3 separate regions of the Zea mays genome follow, and regions 1 and 2 are each linked to region 3. The links are chromatin contacts, called in public Hi-C maps. All regions are on one chromosome and are shown on one strand. Each heading gives the region's core, a stretch centred on a gene start, on an enhancer-like site or on the middle of the called end of the contact. The rest is flanking DNA. Distances are from core to core; before and after follow the strand shown.

Region 1 (3,811 bases), core at 291-2,790, 200 kb after region 3:
CGGTACTAAAAAAATGTTAGTGCAAATAGCTATAGAACCCTCGCTGCATAAGGTTATGTGTACTAGTGCGTTAGGAGCCAATGCATGTAACTAGCTACATGTCTAGCAGCTCCTAATATAAAAAACAACTTGTACGTACGGCGTACGTGATGGCATGGGCGCCAATTAAGTGATGGAGCTAGGAGCGCTCAGCTGGAATAAATAATAAACAACGTGGAAGGTTCTCCGACGGCTTGCCTAGCTCTCCCCTCACATGGCGGCCAGCAACTTTCGAGCGCCCATCCGCATGGCGCATACACAAGAATATTGCAACCACCGGAACGCTCTCGCCAACTGAAGCACATGCAAGAATCTGCGGCCACGCCTTTGGAAGGATCATGCATGCATGCATGCCGCCTTATTTTAAATAATTAATCAACCGGCCGCGTACGTCTTTATTCTAGCTTAATTAATGTACTATTTCCGATCCAGATTATATTAGTCTCTACTACCAAAAAGGTCGTAGTAGTAGAAGTAGAAAGCTGGTTTATAGTAGTTTGTTGGGTTCCCGATCGAGGCGGATTGGGAGAATGATGATGATCGAATGAGCTTTTGGGATCCGTGTCCTATGATTACAACATCGATCGTACGTCGTCCCTTCAACGCTTGCGCGGTAAAATAATCGTGTGTGTCTGCCTTTTGCACGAGAGTGCACCGGATTTACGTGCTCTGTCAGAGAATAATGAGCCGCTGGACCACTAGTGTATTTATATGCGTACACTGCACACAAACATATATATATGTGGGGCCGCGTTGTGTGTTAGCAGGTAGTAGTAAGTACAAGCTAGCTAGGATGAATTACCGTGGCATGCATGGAAACCGCGTGTGAGAGGTCAACTGTACGTGACATGACAAGCCACAACAACAGTGTGTGGTCGTGGTACAATACAACGGCAGTGGTCCGTGTGGTTGGTACAGGAGCAGAGACACGCGTTTGCAAACGCTGCGTGCGTTGCGCTGGGCTGGGTACCCACCGTTATTTGCGTACGTGCACGTCAGGCAAATTAAGGATGCAGGAGCTTAAAATATGTTTGGTTTGAAATCAAAGTAGGAGGAGCATTTAGGTACCTTTGCTCAACACAACAATTAGCTAGTAATAATAAGTAAGTCATCGTTTATCACTCTTCAAAATACATTAGAAGCCAAACGTACGTACGACGTCAGCTAGCCGCGCGTGTTTTTTTTTTACAATTTCACGGGCGGGCTAAACGACCGTCAGTTTTGTTCCTTTCACTTCATTCTCTAGTGTTTTTCTTCCGGGTCCACAAAACATCCGCCATGCATGTTTATTAAATATGTTTATTACATTTGTTTATTATACATAATGTTGTTATATTTGCATCAGCTCGCATCTTGCATTGCAGGTTCCAGCTCGGCATCTCTGGCACAGAGACGCGCCCTCAACCAACACCCCCTCTCTAGCTCTCTGAATCTGTGCTTCTGTTGGGAAGGAAGGAAGGTTGATATACTCCCCAGCTCCCCCATGCTCCTCTCGCTCCTGTGATGAAGCCAATGGCCACCAATGGCATGGCCCCTTCCTTCTACCCGGCCAACTTCCTCCTCCAAATGCAGCAAGCCCTGCCTCACCACTACCAGCAGCAGGAGCAGCACCATGAAGGCCACGACGACGAGGACCACGAGGCGGCGCACCATCTCCTGGCTCCCCCTCCCGCGGCCCTCGTCAGCCCTTTCCTCCACGACTTCGGCGGCGCCATGGCGGCCGCGCCGCCGCCGCCAATGCTGGCCGGCGGCTTCGGCGGCAAGCGCATGTATCCAGACGTCGGCGGGATGGCCGGCGACGACAGCCACCACCTGCACGCGGAGCCCCAGCAGCAGCAGGAGCAGCAGGCGTCGGACGACGAGGAGGAGGGGTCCGCCGCGGTGGGCGGCGGCGAGCGGAAGCGGCGGCTGAGCGTGGACCAGGTGCGCACCCTGGAGCGCAGCTTCGAGGTGGCCAACAAGCTGGAGCCCGAGCGCAAGGCGCAGCTGGCCCGCGCGCTGGGGCTGCAGCCCCGCCAGGTGGCCATCTGGTTCCAGAACCGCCGCGCCAGGTGGAAGACCAAGCAGCTGGAGAAGGACTACGACGCGCTGCGCCGCCAGCTCGACGCCGCCCGCGCCGAGAACGACGCCCTCCTCTCCCACAACAAGAAGCTACAGGCAGAGGTAAGAACCAATACTGCCATCTAAATGCACGCATCTGGATCTCGTATGTAGAATTCGAGATCTACTGGCTAGTAGCGTTCCTTCTTCTTCTTCTGACTCTCACATCTCTTGATGATCAGCCGGCCGTGACAGTGTCAGCTGCAATTAGTATTATTCTATTCTATATAGAGTATATATGATGTTCTTGATTGGAATGGATCTCTTTGTCATTTGTTCGTTCTTGGCTATCGTCAGAACTCATGCATGCATGATTAGGGATGGATGTTTGGTGTAGATACAGATCTACTAATATACTACCATAGCATGCATAGAAAAGCTAGAGATAGATAGATAGATAGATAGATAGATAGATAGATAGATAGGAATAGGATCCATGTGGTGGGTTTCATTCAGGAGCGTCGTCTGCAGAAAGTGGTGCGCGTGTCGGGATCGGTGCCGGCCATATGAACGCCTGCGCCTGCTGTCGGCCACCCATACATGCATGCATTCCTTTGTGATGTGGTGCATGCAGCATGATTAGCCACTCGATCCATCTACCAATCACGTACCGTACGTCTGTCTTTGTGAACCCCACACCCCGGCCCATGCATTCTGCAGTCCGTGTCGTCATGTGATGTGCGTGAGCTGGTGCTTCGCATGCAGATCATGGCGCTCAAGGGAGGCGGAGGCGGCGGAGGGAGGCAGGAGGCGGCGTCGGAGCTCATCAACCTCAACGTCAGAGAGACGGAGGCGTCCTGCAGCGAGAATAACAGCTCCGAGATCAACGGCCTCGACGTCTCCAGGCCTGATCCGGCCGCCGGCGAGAGCCCCGCCATGAACAGCTACCGCGGCGGCCTCCCGTTCTACGCCTCCGCTGCCGCCCGCGCCGACATCCACCACCAGCTCCTGCACAGCGGCGGCCAGCCGTCCCCAGCCGCGGCGGCGCCGCCTAAGATGGAGCTCGCCCCCGGCAGTCCTCCCGCCACGGCCGGTGGCGGCGGAGGCACCTTTGGCAGCCTGCTGTGCGGCGCCGCTGTCGACGAGCCGCCGCCGTTCTGGTCGTGGGCCGACGGACACCACACCTGCTTCCAGTGAACAAGTCAAATACGTACGATTCTTCCCATTCGTCATACACGGTGAGCCACGGATCCAACAGCACGTCGTCGGCCGCCGCCGACGTATATGTTGTGGGCAATGCAAATGCCTCGTACGTGTTGAACAAATTGATCAAAGAAGCAGCTCGGATATGCGAGGTGATCCATTGGATGAGATGTTCCAATTTGAGTTCGATCGAGATTAGGATCATGCACGGAGTGAATCATATATACGAGTATAGCTAGATTTTGGAGTTGAGTAGTATGTTTTTCTTCTTCTTTCTATTATTACTTAATTATTTCTCCCATCTCTCTTTATTTATCACTGTTTTCCTGTTTAATTAATATCATATATAGGTGAATACATTTGTGAGGCAGTGGTGATGTTATATATTATGCATATAGGATTATGGTACCTTGTCATTCGCCCTTGAATCCTGCAAATTCTTTCTTCTTTTCTTCCTTTTTACTTGCATCGTGTGTGCGCGCGGTGGTGTCGTCGTGGATCTACCGTGATCGAAATGCATGGACATTAA
Region 2 (4,258 bases), core at 1,424-3,923, 230 kb after region 3:
GCAGACATGGTCTCTTAGAGTTAATTGCTCTCATGATCTCCTCCACAAACATGGTAGGATGGCAACATTAATGATGATTGAACAACATGATGCCAATCCAAGGGACCCTCCAGATGATTAGTTCACGTGTAAGAAGTAAGAACCCTCTAGCCTCTTTCTTTGTGTTCTTTGTAACCCTGTCCCTTAGCTATTTAAGGGGTGACTGGGGCTCCCTTCTTCTTTAAAGCCTTCATGAACTATATACTCCATAGGGTTACTCCTCTCTAGTACTGTAGCTTGGCATTTGTGCACGATTGTGGCTTTATCAAGTCTGAAGAAGAGAGGTGGAGGACTGAGGCTGAGAAACGAAGGGGATGCTTAATGGACTCAAGCAGGTGTAGGAAGCAACAATGGTGTTAAGGTGGCTAGAAATGAAGGAGCGTGGTGGTACTGTGGAGCTAGGGTTTCCCTACAACATGAGCCATGATTTTTACTAAGGTTGGTTTCATTAACCTAGATTTTAGAAAACTAATAGGTTGATCAAGCAAACTAAAGAAGGGATAAACTTTTGACTTTTGAATCATAATCTATATGGTAGATTAGAGATAATGGTTGTCTATAGCTCGTAAAACATATTTGTTTGATTACTAAGGCCCTATTTGGAAACATTTATCATTTTGCAAGAATCAATAGAATCGATGCCTAATAGGTCAAGAGACAAACATTTTTCTTGAGAATGACTATAATTGTTTCTCGTTTTTATTCCTACTAGTAAAATGCCTGCTCGGGGAGGTGCTCGTCGTGCCGCCATCCTCGCACATCCTGGCCAACCACGCTACTTAACCAAGTCACCATCGTGCCCTTTTTCAACCATTTGGTGAAAACAGATTATACAATATCATGCCCGCCCTCAAAATTTGTCTTAGTGATTAGAAAATGATAAATACCGAACTAAGTTTTCACAAAAAAAATATGAAATGTGGTGCTTTCTTATGTTGACAAGAACAAGTTCACTGCAAGAACACATACTACAATCACCAGACAAGGATAGAATAAACCACAACCACGATGAAACCCTAGCAGCACGCAAGTTTATGTTGTGAATCCTTCCATGGTGAAAAGCAAACAAAATTAACCAATCACCAAAGATCTTTATATAGCTTACATAAATAGTAATTTCACGGACCAAAGACAGAGCTACAGAGTACAAACTCTTCTACCAGCGAAGGCACAAGTTTCCAACATCGCTCTATGTCACCAATTCAAAATACAATCACGCATTCCACTCCAACTCTATCAACATGTGTCAGCTCATCAAGTTAGCTTAAAGATAGTACAATAATTTTCATGGGGGAAAAAAGTTCAAATCTCCTAAACTGCCTCCAACACAAGGATAGGGTCGCCCCTGAATGAACCACAATATAATTCAATATAAATCCAAATTGAAAGACAAATGGTCTCCAAGAGAGACACTTGACAACACTTACATGTGCTCCCCGATCAATGCCGCCCATCGCCATAATGTAAAATAGATTCAACCACTAAGACACTCACCTGTCATCGGAGCAACCTCTGTTGCCCTGGATTACAACGACATCGTCATCAGGAGAGGCCTTGTCCAGTTGCTTGCCTCTAAAGTGGAAGAATGCAGAGGAGAGGAGCCTGGGCATGACAGAGCAGACGAACCAGAGACTCCGGGTCTCGAGGCCGGGCGACACCCAGATGAAGCGAAGGCGGGTGTGGAGGTCAAGGAAGAGCAGCCCCGTTCAGCGCGGGTGCCAGGACTAGTCGATGACGAGGCCGATCATGATAGTGGCCTAGATCGACACCACACAGAGTAGCACGTCGACGACTATATTCTCCGCCACCACGAGGTGCTGCAGCAACGCCACTGCCTCCTCGCACCAACCTGCCATTCCTGCGCTAGGGCTTGAACCTTCTGTCCCTGCCCGTTCCTCTCCAACCCCTTATGTGTTTTTTCCTTTTTCTTCCTTGGCGAAATGGAGGGATGGGAAGGCTAGAGACGAGTGAGGGATGAGGGGATGATCCGAGAAACACTCGCAGTTGGATGCGATTGATTAAGAGAGATAAAATAAATGAAGCGATCTCGATCGTTGGTTTTAATGGTGAGATTTGGCTAGGAGTTATTTGTTGTATGTATTTAGTGATATTTTAACTGGTAGATTATATAGGGGTATAATGTAAGGACAAACGACAATGAGCTGATTTTACGCCATTTTTGTTCTTGACACCCCCCACACACTCTCACAAACACAGCCCACGACTATGTACTAGCAAACAGACCCTTAGTAATTTTAGCACTTTATTTTTTTTGTATATTTAAATGGATGACGATAAATCTAGACATATTTATCAAATATTGTATAAATTCATCAACACACTAAAATGAATACTCTCTCTGTCCTAAAGTAAAATTTGTTTTAGAAATTTATTAGATCCACACAATAATTGATGTATGTGTTTTATATGTGTTTAAATTTATCTTTATCTATTTGAATGTAGATATAAAAATTAAGAGCTAAAATGACTAGTATTTTGGAGAAGGAGGAAGAACATAGGGAGTAAAATAAAGTAGCTTCAAGTTATGGGGCCATTTGGTTTCAGCTCAGGCAATACTCAACACCCGAAGGCCTAGCGCTGCGTCAGTCAGATAGTTAGATTGTTGTATGGGCTGCCTAGAGAGCTCCAACTAACCAGGCTCATAAAGTAGACGGGCCTGTGGGCTGAGGAAGACTGCGTACGAAGAGATGTTGAAGAAAGCATCGGCTAATTCTACGCGTTTTTAACATCTGAGCGAAGCTTTCATTCCCTCGCTGTTGGAACAGTTTCAATTGGGTCAATCCAGTCGGAGCTGAAGGTGACATGTTTTTTTAGGAAAGATGACATGTAGGAATAGGATTCGGTCAATGCCTGTGAGGTAAACGCAGAAAGCGACTTCTAGCGAACTAGTATTTTGAACTTTCGCATAAAATGCAGCCGGCAAGGATCATGACTTTAGCAACTTCCGGACCCTTGGGGTCTTTGGATGTTTGTGCAGTTTGTTTGGCCTCTTTGGATCTATCATAATTAAACAATAATATAACAGGTCAAACCAAACCATTTCTACTTTTATTTAGAGATCTAGTCTCCCTATTCAAAATAATTAATATGCCACTCTACTTTGGACATGTTTGGATCTAATCTTGCCAATATTGTTAGTAGCTGTTCGATTCGAATTAAAGCCTACTCTGCTGTAACTGTAATGCATAGAGATAAAAATATTGTAGAAGCTGTAGAAGCCGGTACGGATTAAAACCAAACAAATAGGCTGTAAAACTAACATTATTAACAAATAGGAAAAAATAAATATTTCTCACTATTTGGAGGTGTGTGGCAAATAATTTGCCATGTCAGTGACACATATTAAATGACTGCTACAGTAACTGAAAAAAATATATATTGCCCTTAGCAAATAGAGAGGCGAATCTAAATTCATTAGTTGGTGAAGATGTGCTAATGGTTCATATACGTGAATCAAACAACACTTTGCTAATAATTATTTACATACTAGCTAACTAAATATTAGCACTAGTGAATTTAAAAGCAACTATAACAAAGTGGTCTAGTCGGGCTGCAAGAAATGTTATATCAGATTTATCGTGACACCAAAGAAAAAGAAATAAAAAAGTTAAGAAAAATGGTCTACTTATCAGTAGTCAGCTGAAAATAGTCTACCCGCGGACACAAAGACACTCTGTAAAAGAAAGAAGTGATCCACAAATTTTGTCTTGTAGTGCTGCAGACACCGGGTTTGACACCAATGTGTACATATTTTTCTACGACAAATTTTGAACCCTGGATATGTAAAATATTTTGAGACCGAACTTTCACAATAGCATTGTATATATCTATCATGAAATACCTTGGCTTCAAACAATAGCCGCCTGCCCTGGCTTTCTTTTATGAAAAATTTTCTTATGTGCTATCAGAATTTATACTCATTTCTTGTATATCATTGAGTGTGATATCAGTAGCTGTGCTGTTCATTGCGCGCCGTCTTAGCCGTCGAACGGGTTTTATGCGGCTGAGGCTTCCGACGCATTGAGCAAGAGGAGGTGGCCGTGTGGTGCTTGGTGCCCAATGACTGATGATAAAAACAACGACTTTGACGTGTTATGGGTCCAATTTTGCTCCTAGCTTTATTATAAGAAATTTGTAATGACTCCATTTTCTCCTATATCTCTTTTTTATATTTTAAATAATAGATTAAGGAAAGCTA
Region 3 (4,303 bases), core at 601-3,100:
ATGACAATAAGCCTCTCACCACATGCCCTGAATGCAAGGCCCCATCCATTCATGGACACAGACCGCTCAGGCAATTTACCAAGTGTGATCCACCCATTATTCTGCTTGTCATACTTCTTCACATCCTTCCCGCTGTAATCAGCAGCATACAGCTCATTCTTAACCACTGCAACAAGTGGGGGTGCACCGCTCACTCCATTAAGACCCCCAGACATGTTCTCAATCACCCTCCAAGTCTTGCTCTGCACATCGTACACTTCACCGCAGGTCAAGATCATGTTGTTGTTTGTCACACCACCAATGACACAAAACTTGCCATCTATGAACACCCCAGAGCAATTTTTACGTGCCTTATTCATGCTAGGGAGTGGTGTCCAAGTATGTGTCTCCGAGTTGTACAGCTCTGCTGAGCTGAGAATCCTGCCAAAAGAATCAGTGCCACCAGCAACATATGCCTTCTCCCCAACGCTTGCTGACCCAAATAGACACCGAGGAGAATTCATCACCTCACCTCGTGTCCAAGAGTTTGTCAGTATACTGTATCTGAAGACAATGTGTGCCATTCCAAACACAAGTAGCTCGGTGCCCACAGCCAAAGACTCCTTGTCTGAGCACATGAAGCACTCGTCAGGAGGCATCTTGGGCACCGAGATCCAACGCTTGCGGTAAGGGTCATAAGCATCCCACTCCAAAACATTACAGGAGAAGTACACCCAATGCTCCGCGATGTTATTCTGCCGTCGCAGCCTGTAGATCTCCCCTCCTCGCACAAGAGACCGGAAATCATGATTCAGCGATGCCACTGAGCCATATTCTGACCGGCACAGCCGGAGGAGGCAGTTGATGGACAGGTCCCGGCCAATTTGTCCTATGAGATCACCACCGCCACAGCTGAGCTCCCCACCGCCGGCCACCACGGTGCGACGGCGGCCAGGGGCATGAGCTTCACGAATATCTGGTGTGTGCGGTTGCGGCGACGGCGGCTTGCTGCGCTTGCCGCTGCCATCCACCTCGTCCATTTCCTGGACGAAATGGACCTCATCCTTGAAGCCTTCCCGCGCACGCCGCTTCCGGTCGGCGCCTTCGAGGAGGCCATCCGCCCACTGCAAGTCCACCTCGCATCCGCCCCGCGAAGCCCGTGGCGCGAGGCAGGAGTCCCCGTCTTGTAAGGCCATTTCCTCTCCCTCATCGTAGAGATCCATCCCCGCCGCGGGTTCTTGGAAGAACCGTACGCGGCAAGAACAAGCGGCCTGGACCCCCTCCCCTCTTCCTCCTCTCGGGATTTACACCACGCACCTTGCTCTAGCTCCGATCTACAGGCAGAAAACAAAAGAACAAGAGGTAAACGAATTGGGTGAGAAAACGCGAAGAAGGACAGGTCGAGAAGCTGAGATCTGATAAGCGCATCCACCAGTAGGCCCTCTGCCCTTCGGCAATCCAAGAACCCCCACCCCGAACCCTCCGAGAAATGAACCCTCAATCCGAACCCTGCGAGAAATAAATCCCACGTACCTAGGCAGATGAAGGCATCCGATCCAAGAACACCGAATCAACGACGAAAGGATGGCAGGAAGTGGCGGCGGCTGTTGTGTCCAGGAAGCAAAGAGAAAAGAAAGGGCAATCACATCAAACCCTTCCCATCAACTACCTCTTTCTCTTCTCTGTACAAAACTTCCTTCCCCGCTCTCTCAATCACTCTAATCTCTACCTGATTAGCCATAGATTATATAGAATGTGGATAGGAAGAGAGCTGTCTCGCCGTCCTCTTTCGACTGCGGGTGTACGTTCTTCCCCTGCTGTGCCGCCGCCGCCGCCGTAGCACGCTCTCTCCCCTCTGCAATGTGGTGTACACGCACCTAAAATGTGTACTTGGGATTCTTCTCTTTTACTTATTCTAATTCGTTTTCTCCTCTTCTTTTGTGCTGCTTTTATTTTGGTTCTGTTTTCTAACCGTGCTTTTCTTGTTCACCTTTCTTTTTATAAAGGTTTAGTGTGCATTCTGTTCCTCAGTCCTTGAAATAACTTACTTTTCCTTTTCTTCCCATTTTGGATACCTTTAAGCATAACACATTCTAAACTTTTTAAGTCACAATTAAGGTTTAATGTATGCAGCAAACATCACCCTCTAAAGTCCTAATATTATTATTGTCTATGACTTCAGCAGATCACGTAAAATAGGGAACGTGATACTGTAAATGACACTGACATTGTTTACATACTACCTGATTGGATACCTGCGTGTGTGCAACCGGCCTCACGCGAGCCTACTCCCGCAGATACGGAGGTTTCACGCATATCGGGGGATGTAGGGCAAAGGCCTCCCGCGAAGACGTGGTTGCACCTGTACATGCAGGTCTGGCCACTTGCATATGGGCAAACAAACACGCGCAGGAGCTTGGTCAACGCATGGCGGCGGCCAGGCTATCCAGATACGCGCAACCAAACACACGGATAATGAAGTTTGAAATAGGGAATGAGATAGGTGACAGGATAGAGGACCTGTCGGAGACAGCCTGAGCACCTTTCAAAGTTCCCAAAATACACTTGTAGTCTTGATATGATATTTTGGTAAGATTGAAAAATGAGTAAAATGCGGTCTTAATCCTAAACTTGTCTGGTTGTACCAACCCGATCCATAAACTTCTAAAGTATGTCCCTTGGGCTATCTCCTACAGCTTACTGATCCTCATACCTATATCCAAACTCCACTCTGCGAACATTGTAGTTTATAGTGCAAAACAGTATTTTAGATGACCATATGGGTAAACCAAGGGACATGGTCTTAAGGGTTTTTTCACTATCCGGGTCCCTATTACATCCTAACGGGTTGTTATGGCCCACATGTTAGGTGGTTTCTTTCCCCGCGTGGGCCTCCTGCCCTATCTCTGATATTGTCGAGGGAGGATTTAATTCGGGCTATCGAGGGAAGTTCGGGCGTCATCATTATTTGTTTTTGTCCACTTTACCTCCTACACCGACCTTCTGTCTTTGTAGCCTGTCCGTTGGTATTCTCTCTTGTCGTTGTGCAGGACCGTAGGTCATGAGTGAGACTTAGACCTAAGACTCATATAGCATGACTGGGACTTAGGCCTAGGACCCATAGGTCATGAGGGGGAGGACCGATAACGTTCGCGCTGCACCCCGTCGACCAGCGTAGTTAATGCTACGTACACGGGACTGACAATGTAATCAGTTTGAGAGGCGTGCAAGGCCCACTCGAGTGGGTTTTGTCTAGTTTGTCTGGCCATATCAACCTTCCTTCGCCTTGCCTGACCCCTTGGCTTGGCACAGGGAGTCACCCCGTGGGCATGACAGGTTCTTGATTGACCTACGACAAACGAACCCTGGTGCTTATTCGTCCACTGAGTCGTGGCCCTAAGGGGCTCGGGGATCCGGACCTCAACACCTCCTAACACATTTTTGCTGAACCCAAGGTTTTAGCAACTCTTATTTCAAGATGCTCGCCCATGTTCCTAAACTTAACTATCATATATCATATTATATGGTGCATTCTAATAACACACCTCCCCCTAAATATTTATATCCACCAACACTTCCTTGCCTCAAATAACATATACTCTCTATCTCCTATATATAATATAAAGGATGTTAGAGCATCTCTAATATAGGATGATAGAGCATCTCTAATATTTTTAAAAATAATTGGTGAGATTATATTTGTTGGTTTTCTCCAATGATTTGCAATATATGACTCCTAATAAGATAGTTTTGCTTGAGGAATCCCTCACTTTTATATTTTCTTTCTTTCTTGTATATTTGCATGGAACCCTATCATTTCTCCTTATCCTTGCACACATTCTGCCACCTCTAGATCGACATATTGGATAAGTGCATGTATCTTTTCTGGTCGATTGGTACAATTGTACCAAATACAAAAAATCGAGAGTTGAGATAATATGTTATTCAAGATTTCTTTGAGTACAATGCACTTCCGATCCTTAGACTTGTCTGGTTGTGTCAACCTGATCCATAAACTTTTAAAGTATGCCTCTTAAGGAATTATTCATTATTTGTGTTTCTATTAGATCCTAACGGATTGGAACAGACCTGGTAGAGGGTCTTTCCCTTCTTGTTCCTTGAACCAATGCCGAGAAGAGGAAGCTTGATCCACCGACATCGCTTAGAATGCCGATGATGTGGGCCTTGTAGATCTTTGGTGAGTGAGGGATAAAGCATGTGGAAGATATGCAGGGTGACTATGAGTGAGACAACTGAGAGCACCTAGAGGGGGTAAATAGGTGATCCTGTAAAAACAGCTCAACAAAAACAAACTTGGTCTGAA

Evidence for each region. A called contact is a pair of places that touch in the nucleus more often than the background predicts.
Region 1: a Hi-C map of bundle sheath shows a contact between it and region 3, with 2.7 times the contacts expected there. The contact joins the promoter of LOC100285049 here to the promoter of LOC100191405 in region 3. A contact is called at or near these places in 2 of 25 Hi-C or Micro-C datasets (bundle sheath and endosperm).
Region 2: a Hi-C map of leaf shows a contact between it and region 3, with 4 times the contacts expected there. The contact joins the enhancer-like site here to the promoter of LOC100191405 in region 3. A contact is called at or near these places in 3 of 25 Hi-C or Micro-C datasets (bundle sheath, ear and leaf).

The regions. Positions count from the first base shown.
Region 1 is chr1:248,827,217-248,831,027 of Zm-B73-REFERENCE-NAM-5.0, reverse strand. It overlaps LOC100285049 (homeobox-leucine zipper protein HAT7), which reads left to right and starts at 1,540. Exons shown (of 2, transcript NM_001157944.2): 1 at 1,540-2,202; 2 at 2,845-3,547. The coding sequence starts at 1,543. The coding sequence ends at 3,276.
Region 2 is chr1:248,790,031-248,794,288 of Zm-B73-REFERENCE-NAM-5.0, reverse strand. No RefSeq gene overlaps it. Among protein-coding and RNA genes, the nearest start is that of LOC100285049, 37 kb to the left of the region's middle. Within about 2 kb of position 2,673, at least 17 of the 20 cell types and tissues checked have an H3K27ac peak or open chromatin away from gene starts, as enhancers often do. A contact at or near this core is called in bundle sheath, ear and leaf, where this site is marked.
Region 3 is chr1:249,022,163-249,026,465 of Zm-B73-REFERENCE-NAM-5.0, reverse strand. LOC100191405 reads right to left here and starts at 1,850. Exons shown (of 2, transcript NM_001350330.1): 1 at 1,513-1,850; 2 at 1-1,313. The coding sequence starts at 1,202.